Regions from separate parts of the Zea mays genome. Here regions 2 and 3 are each linked to region 1. The links are chromatin contacts, called in public Hi-C maps. All regions are on one chromosome and are shown on one strand. Each heading gives the region's core, a stretch centred on a gene start, on an enhancer-like site or on the middle of the called end of the contact. The rest is flanking DNA. Distances are from core to core; before and after follow the strand shown.

Evidence for each region. A called contact is a pair of places that touch in the nucleus more often than the background predicts.
Region 2: a contact with region 1 is called in a Hi-C map of ear, with 2.5 times the contacts expected there. The contact joins the promoter of LOC100193461 here to the promoter of LOC100272940 in region 1. A contact is called at or near these places in 4 of 25 Hi-C or Micro-C datasets (bundle sheath, ear, leaf and 1 more).
Region 3: a Hi-C map of leaf shows a contact between it and region 1, with 5 times the contacts expected there. The contact joins the promoter of LOC100194323 here to the promoter of LOC100272940 in region 1. A contact is called at or near these places in 6 of 25 Hi-C or Micro-C datasets (bundle sheath, ear, leaf and 2 more).

Annotation. Positions count from the first base shown.
Region 1 is chr1:32,986,735-32,989,585 of Zm-B73-REFERENCE-NAM-5.0, reverse strand. LOC100272940 (26S proteasome non-ATPase regulatory subunit 4-like protein) reads left to right here and starts at 1,597. Exons shown (of 11, transcript NM_001147392.1): 1 at 1,597-1,670; 2 at 1,756-1,869; 3 at 1,980-2,085; 4 at 2,252-2,366; 5 at 2,448-2,657; 6 at 2,738-2,851. The coding sequence starts at 1,659.
Region 2 is chr1:33,257,227-33,259,966 of Zm-B73-REFERENCE-NAM-5.0, reverse strand. It overlaps LOC100193461 (putative thaumatin domain family protein), which reads right to left and starts at 1,401. Exons shown (of 3, transcript NM_001399093.1): 1 at 1,228-1,401; 2 at 335-1,097. The coding sequence starts at 1,291.
Region 3 is chr1:32,641,140-32,644,083 of Zm-B73-REFERENCE-NAM-5.0, reverse strand. LOC100194323 (Putative pentatricopeptide repeat-containing protein) reads left to right here and starts at 1,312. Exons shown (of 1, transcript NM_001139361.3): 1 at 1,312-2,944. The coding sequence starts at 1,326.

The sequences.
Region 1 (2,851 bases), core at 348-2,847:
ACGGTTTCATCACCACAAACACTTGTGTTAGTTACCTATTTTCTTCAGAGTTGGGAGTGTGTGAGTTAAGCGCATAGTCGTTTTCGCGACTGAAGACTCTATTTATGTAATATTATGCTCACTTACACTCTATATGTTTGATGGACAATGACATGTAATATGTATGTTGTTCTAGCACATCTATACTATTTTAGTATACATACATTAGAATAGCTTTATGTGGTGCCAGGTCTTTTGTTTGTTGCGTTGAATATCTTTGGAGTGTCAATGTTGTGTTGAGTAATTTTTAGATTTTCTGTTTCTATGATTTGCATTCTTGTCATATGAATCATGTATATGTATTTGACACTTATGTAGCACCCTACATTAGTTATTGGACATAGGGAGAGCTCTAACTTCACTCAGCTGTGAATTTTTTTAGCGTTCTATGCATAGTTTGAGCCTTTACTAAAATATCTATCTCTACATCTTTGAAGTAGGAGTTTCGTCGTGCGTCGTCCGCCTCTTCGCGTGTGCCCAGCGGAACAGTAAAAAATGGGGCACACCTAGGGTTCAAACTATGGTTGCAAGGAACGAAGCGCTCATCTTCTAACCACTACAGCTCATGTTCATTTGTGTTATACAAAGGACAAGTATAGTATATATATAAACTAATGTTTTGAAAATAAAAAATATATCGGGTTGGGCTGGGCTAGAAACGCGGTCTGAGAAGACGTCCTAGAAACAACATGGGCACACTTTGAATCATGTCGGGCTAGACCACAACACTATTAAATGTGTCTTATCTGGGGGCTAGACACAACCTATTTGGCTATTTATAATATAATACATCTTCCCTCACCATCCGTGATCTCGTGAGCGTGAAAAAATAGTGAGAGAAAAAACTTTATCTCGTCTCACCCCACACCACATACCTCATCACCTGTTGTCTCCACCTCTCTTCTAGCCACATCACCTCCCGATGACTGTAGGGCGAAATCTTAGGCGCACCACGAGCACAACCAGATCCACGTGATATGACCTAGAAGTGTGGCATCACACGTTCAGTTCTGTGTGAGGCGCACTGCCGAATCCACTGCACCAATAGGGACAGAACTACTGCATGCCTAACTCGACATTGGTTTAGTTCGATCCGGAAGCACGCTGACCATCGATGCGTGTGTTGACTCTGTCCTAGTCCACGACGATCTCCCTTTAGCGCGATATGATAGCCTATGGGTTTGAATTGTGTTACTATCATATTTAAGCAGGGTTTATCCATATGATAATCCATGGTCAACTAATTAGTACTCCCTCCGTCTCAATTTGTAGTCCGTTTAATTTTTTGTCTAAGTTTAACTGGCTCATCTTATTTATTTTTATAAAAATTATAAAAATTAAAACTATACGTAAAATATATTATATGTTAAACGATACCAGAAAAACTAATAACAATAATGTATTTTTAATAATATGTATTGATAAATTTAGTGTAAAATGGTTAAATAAATTATAAATTAGAAATAACCGGAGAATGTATAGAATAGGACAATGGTTGGATAGAGAGCGTGATACACATCCGTCCCTTCTAGTCTCCTAATAACTAGTTTCTATCTTGCTCCCCAAACCAGCGCAAACCCTGCCCTGACACCGGCAGCGACACGTCCACCGGCGGCGCCATGGTGCTCGAGGTACGACATGCGCCCTGCTGCCGTTTCTCGCTCCGAGAACTCCGATCCCTAACTAATCTCCCATCGTGTTGGTTTTCCTTTGCAGGCAACGATGATCTGCATAGACAATTCGGAATGGATGCGGAACGGCGACTACGCTCCGTCGCGGTTCCAGGCGCAGGCCGATGCCGTCAACCTCATCTGCGGCGCCAAGACCCAGGTACCCCCGGCCCCATCCACCGAACCAATCGATCGTACTTTCGCAGTTTCTTGTGAGCTAGGGTTTCTGGGATTCCGGATCTGATTGCTTCTGGTTGTTGGGTGGTGCAGTCAAACCCGGAGAACACGGTAGGCGTGATGACAATGGCCGGGAAGGGTGTTCGCGTGCTTGTCACTCCCACCAGCGACCTCGGGAAGATTCTCGCCTGTATGCACGGTAAGCTCACATCGATCCCAAAACATTTTCTTTACTATTGTGCTGAGAGAATTTTTGCCAATTAGTTTAGGGATTCAGTGCAACTGCTTAATCTGTCGCATAAGTTGTTAGATCATGGTACTTGTAGTTTGCTTAACCAAGTAATGCACAACAATGTACTATATAGGGTTAGAAGTTGGCGCTGAGGCAAACTTGGCTGCGGCAATCCAGGTTGCCCAGCTTGCTCTAAAGCATCGCCAGAACAAGAGGCAGCAGCAGAGGATTATAGCTTTCATTGGAAGGTATGCAGTGGTGGCATAACTTTTATGGCGATCATTAATTCTGTTTGAATTTAAGTTAATGAGTCTTGTCATGTGTATCAGTCCTGTGAAGTACGACAAGAAAGTTTTGGAGACCATTGGGAAGAAGCTGAAAAAGAACAATGTTGCTCTTGACATTGTTGACTTTGGTGAATCCGATGATGAAAAACCTGAGAAACTGGAAGCATTGATTGCTGCTGTTAACAGCAGTGATAGCAGTCACATTGTTCATATCCCTCCTGGTGAAAATGCCCTCTCTGATGTCCTCCTAAGGTAATTGTGTGCCACGTTACCGGGTTCTAAGTTTTCTTATGCTGCATATATGTTAACCTTGTTTTTCTATCTTTACCCAGCACTCCTATATTTACTGGTGAAGAAGGTGGAAGCGGTTTTGCTGCTTCCGCAGCAGCTGCCGCAGCTACTGGAGCATCTGGATTTGAATTTGGTGTGGACCCAAACGTAGATCC
Region 2 (2,740 bases), core at 152-2,651, 270 kb before region 1:
ATAAGGGCTTGTTCGGTTATTTTCAATCCATATGGATTGGAGGGGATTGATACGGATTGGAGGGGATTTTGATTTGTTAGGGATTGAAACCCCCTCAATCCCCCTCAATCCATATGGACTGGGGTAGAACCGAACAAGCCCTAATAGAGTACACAAATAAAGCCTTAGTGGTGTGGACTGTCTGTGTGATGTCTCAGCCTCTGGTCTCAAGCTATCCAATTTGCCATCCGGAATAGGCATTCAGCCACCTCAATAATTTGGTGCCATTTCAGGTAAACACTAACCTTTGGAGCTTGTATGACAAGGGAAACCTCCATTTTGGGAAAGAATTTACCTGGTGGTGCTCGGGCAGAATGTGATGGCGTAGCTGATGCCGGTGGCGCACGTGAAGGTGGAGGTAGAGTCGTCGTAGGCGTAGCTGTAGGCGCGCGGGCAAGCGTTCTTGAAGAACTGCGAGTAGGTTGACGGGCGGCACGTGTTGGGGTTTCCGTAGGCGCCACTGCAGCAGTACTGCGGCGACCCGAACGCCTCGCACGCGCTGCGGCACGCCACAGCCCCTCCGGCGCCGGACGCGGACGCCGACGCCGACGCAGCCATTACCCTCAGATCAGCTGGGCACGCGCCGTTGAGATCCACGAGGCAGCCGGTGGCCATGCACTTGCTCGAGCCGCCCGCGGACCCGTTGCTGCTGCTGCTGCTGCCACCACCGCCCGCGCCCTGCGCGGGGACGATGAGCATCGGGACGTTGTAGCCGTCCACAAGGCTGACGTCGAAGAAGTCCAGGCCGCCGGATCCGCCGAGCGTGAACTCCGCCAGCGTGGCGGGCGGGGCGGCGCCGCCGCCGTTGCACTGGACGGCTCCCGAGCCGCAGTCGCCCGTGGCGCAGGAGAACCTGCCGGTGGCGGCGTCCGCGGCGCAGAGCGTGCGCGCCCACACGCGGCCCGACCAGCCCGCGGGCGCGTCCACCGCCGCCGACGCGCCGTGCGCCAGCGCGAACCCCGTCGTGGGCAGCGGCGCCGTGCCGGCGCCCGACAGCAGCCCCGGCCACACCGTGTAGCCGCAGTTGTTGGTCATGGTGAACGTCGCCGCCCGCGCAGCTGCAAGGCAAGCGCGCGCGCCGGCCGCACGGAGGGTCAGCGCGGGGTCACGGAACAGCAGCGCGCACTGCTTGAATGCGAAAGGGCGGGGACAGAGCGGAGCAGAGCAGAGCAGAGATCACGAACTCACCTGGAAGCAGGAGGAGCAGAGCAAGGGAGCAGAGAGCGGCATGAGCAGCTGGGCACCGCGCCATTTCGATCTGGGTAGGTAATGTGGCAGACACACACACACACAGGGCCTTGGCTCACTCTGCCGACTTCCGTTGGTGATGGTCGGCCGCAACGGGAGGGATGAGAGGCGGACGACTGATCTTTGACGTCCGCTTGACTTTATATAGGAGGAGTCCAGGCTCTCAGCGCAGCCCAAGGGACGAGGACGACCGACCCCCCAAGGAGAGGGGAGGGGAGGACCGTCGGTCACTTGGGCCCTGAGGTCAGCCTCCCAGCCAAAGTCGGCACCGAGTCCAGCTCCCCTCGCCGACTTCCTTTTTTGTCCGCGCGTGGGGCTGCTATACGCTACCAATAACCGGTCCCACCACGCCTTGCTCCGGGCTCCGTGCGCGGCGTCGCGGTGATATCAGCTCCCAAAAATATCTCGACGCCCGTGAGCGACCGATCGGAGCTGGCTGGTATTTTGACCTCCTCGTCCGGTAGTCCATTTTATAGAGATGATCGTCGACGACGGGAAATGATGTGTGGAGCGGAGGTGATCGACGCGGGAAGAAACGGGGAAGCTGAGCAGAGCAGGAAAGGAAAAAAAAGGCCCGCGCCGGCCGGAAGCTGTGCCCGTGCGGGTTTCGGTTACGTGGTGTGCTCGTTTCGGTTTCACCTCACCGATCTGGAATTTTGAGATTTTCCATCGTCCACGGGAAATCTTCCCTAGCGGAAAAGGAGCTGGAAAAAATAACAGAGGTGGAGTGGAGTGAGTATTCGTGTTTGGTATAAGGTTTCACGCCTGGAATAATCAAGGACGGCTCGGGCCATTAGATTCGACAACGACAGCGACAGCGACGGCTACCAGCTTCAGTGCCCGACGCTAACATGTTGTTGGCAAGCGAGCGAGCGAGCGAGCACATGCCCAGGAATCATCGCCCGCCCGTTTCATGAGGAGGGAGGAGGGGACTGGGGGAGCACAGCTGCCTAGTGCTACAAGAGCTGAGCAGAACCAACAAGACAAGCAGTTAGTTCGCCTTCCCACATGGGCTGATGGGCGCACGGGATCTCAATCATTCTCAAGCACGAGGCACGTATTGCCGCGGCAGCACAGCGCGACAGAGGCGTCAAACGGTACGGGTTTGCAGGCACGACAAAAATGTGAGTATTTGGGATAGACGGGTTATGGCATTCGCACATCTTTTACTAGTTGTTTCTAAGTTCTTTCCCACGATTTTTGGCCCACAGACCCCACAGGTGTGCGGTATTTTCTCCACCCGAAAACACATGCCCACGTGGCTCCAGCCAAGACTGATAACACATCCGATGCACCCGCGGCCCCGCGCACATGTTTTGTTTTCACCGAACGGGAGAAAGGTTCAGATGATGCTGGTCCTATCGGATTTCAAGAATCCAATAGAAAAAAGGTATTATTGGAACAATTCAACCCAAATAAAACAGATTCAAGCGTTCTAATAACACACAGTTTT
Region 3 (2,944 bases), core at 63-2,562, 350 kb after region 1:
CTACCTCTTATCCCATCTTGTATTTTAAACTTCACTATATGAATAATATAGTCTACAATACAAAACAATGTTTTGCATGATCATATAAGGGGCGGACCCAGACAAAAAACTAAGCTGGGGCATACTTCTATCCATATGTGAAGTTTTGTTGAATATGTACTTATGTGAGGGCCTCTAATTTGCTTGAGATGGGGCACTAATGGTGAAAAATTGTCTATTAACTCTAGTTAGCAGATTTTGAGCTGGGGCATGTGCCCTCGTTGGGACCAATATGGGTTCGCCCTTAACTATATATATGATTTGCTGGAGACATCCTTATCCTTTAGATAACTAAACCCTGACATACATACATTTTCGTGTCAGTCTACTTGTACATCTTCACATTAGCAACTTTAGGATGAGTAAATATGGGTATGCAACTATGATTACATGACATGCTGTTGCACATCTTCACACTAGCAACTTTAGGATGAGTAAATATGGGTACGCAACTATGCATCACATGACATGCTATTACTTGAGGACAATCAACAAGTTTCGATGGAGTAGTAATGTGATATTCTATAACACCACTTTTACTTGTTGACCGACGATACTTACTCTTGACAACCCTCTAAGATTATAGACCATCATACATACTGACATGTCTTTTGTGCGTACTTTAACCTCACTTATGCGCACCCGAGAAAATTTCTCGATCGGTCACCCATCTCAAAATTGTTTTAAGCCAAACATATTTAACCCAGAGGTTCTTTTGAGTTATACTTAAAAAAGATGTACCTTATTGGTAATGTAATCTGTCAATCTTATTCTCTTTTAGTCACGTTTGTGTGACTAGTGTCGTCGTATGCATGTTATGTGATCCCTCTAAGCCTATACGCGTCATGCATTCTATGTCTGAATCACTTACTCATGCAAATCTTTTAAGGTAGACTTTCTAAAACAGAAGAGACATCAATCCTATTAACCCGCCTAGGATATCACCAGCCTCTCAAAAGAAGACTCGGCTCAATCCGTTTCCAGCAAGGCGAGTTCATAAATGAATTGTCTACTCAAATAACATAATTCTCAGTACTAATATTATATGTTAATCAGAATTTTATGTACTAAATTGTTGTTGGCGAGCCACGAGCCAGCTCACGAACTATAGCGAACCACGATCCATAAAAACAGGCTCGGCTTGTTAGCCTCGTTCTAAACGTCGAGCCGGTCTGAGCCCGAGTCAGCTCGTGGAGCTCCAGCTTTTTTTTTCGGTCCTAATCATCGGTGTCTCGCGCCGTCGACGGTGACCACGGGACACGACACTCCAGGCTCCAGCAGATCGGATGCACGCATCGCGGAGCCACCTCCCCACGTCCGGCGAGTCTCTCCTCCGCCTTTTGGCCGCCTGCCGTGCACCCGCCCACCTCCCATCCCTGCGCGCCGCGCACGCGCGGCTCCTCGTGCTGCTCCACCCTTCTCACCCATCCGCGGCACACGCTAACGTCAAACTCATCCAAGCCTACGCTGCCTGCTCCGCGCTCCCCTTGGCGCACACCGTGCTCGAGTCCTCCTCCCCCGACGGCAGGAGCAGAACCACCACCGTCTGCTTCAACGTACTCATTCGCGCGCTCACCGCCTCCTCTCTCCACCGCGATGCGCTCGTCCTCTTCGCCTCCATGCGGCCGCGGGGCCCAGCCTGCTTCCCCGACCATTACACCTACCCGCTCGCGCTCAAGTCGTGCTCGGCGTCCAAGGATCTCCTCCTCGGCCTCCAGATCCACTCCGCCGTCGCTAAGCTCCGCCTCGACAGGAACGTCTACGTGGCACACTCCGCGATCAGCATGTACTCGCGGTGCGGCCGCCCGGAGGACGCTTACAGAGTGTTCGACGGAATGCCGCACCGGGACGTCGTCTCTTGGAATGCTATGATCGCGGGGTTCGCGCGTGTGGGTCTGTTCGACCGTGCTATTGAGGTTTTCAAGCAGTTTGTGGTGCTGCAGGGTTCAATGCCAGATGCCGGCACCATGGCAGGTATCTTACCCGCTATGGGGAACGCCAAGCCAGATGACATTAGGTTTGTGAGGAGAGTGTTTGACAATATGCAGTTTAAGGAACTTATATCTTGGAATGCTATGCTCGCTGTATATGCTAACAATGAATTTCATGTTAAGGCAGTTGAGCTGTTCATGCTGATGGAAAAGGATGAGGTTGAGCCAGATTCAATTACTCTAGCAACTGTTCTTCCTCCATGTGGGGAGCTATCAGCATTTTCAGTGGGAAAACGTATCCACGAGATTATCAAGCGAAAAAATATGTGCCCTAACTTGTTGCTTGAAAATGCTCTCATGGACATGTATGCAAGCTGCGGCTGTTTGAAGGATGCTAGGGAAATCTTTGATTTGATGAGTGCCCGGGATGTGATATCATGGACTTCAATCATATCTGCTTATGGAAAGCATGGTCATGGAAGAGAGGCTGTTGATCTTTTTGAGAAGATGCTAGGACAGGGGCTGGAACCAGACTCTATTGCCTTCGTTGCTGTTCTAGCAGCATGCAGCCATGCTGGACTTTTGGCTGATGGAAAGCACTACTTTGATTCCATGACATCCAGGTATCATATCATTCCAAAAGCAGAGCACTACACTTGCATGGTGGACCTTCTCGGCCGTGCTGGATGTATAAACGAGGCATATGATTTTATCACGACAATGCTGATTGAGCCAAATGAAAGAGTCTGGGGAGCCTTATTACAAGCTTGTCGAATTCACTCCAATATGGACATTGGACTCGTGGCAGCAGACAATCTGTTCAGCTTAGTACCTGAACAAACAGGATACTATGTGCTGTTATCTAATATGTATGCTAGAGCTGGGAGATGGGCAGATGTTACCTCGGTGAGAAGTGTCATGGTGAATAAGGGTATCAAGAAATTTCCTGGTACTAGTATTGTTGAGCTAGGGGA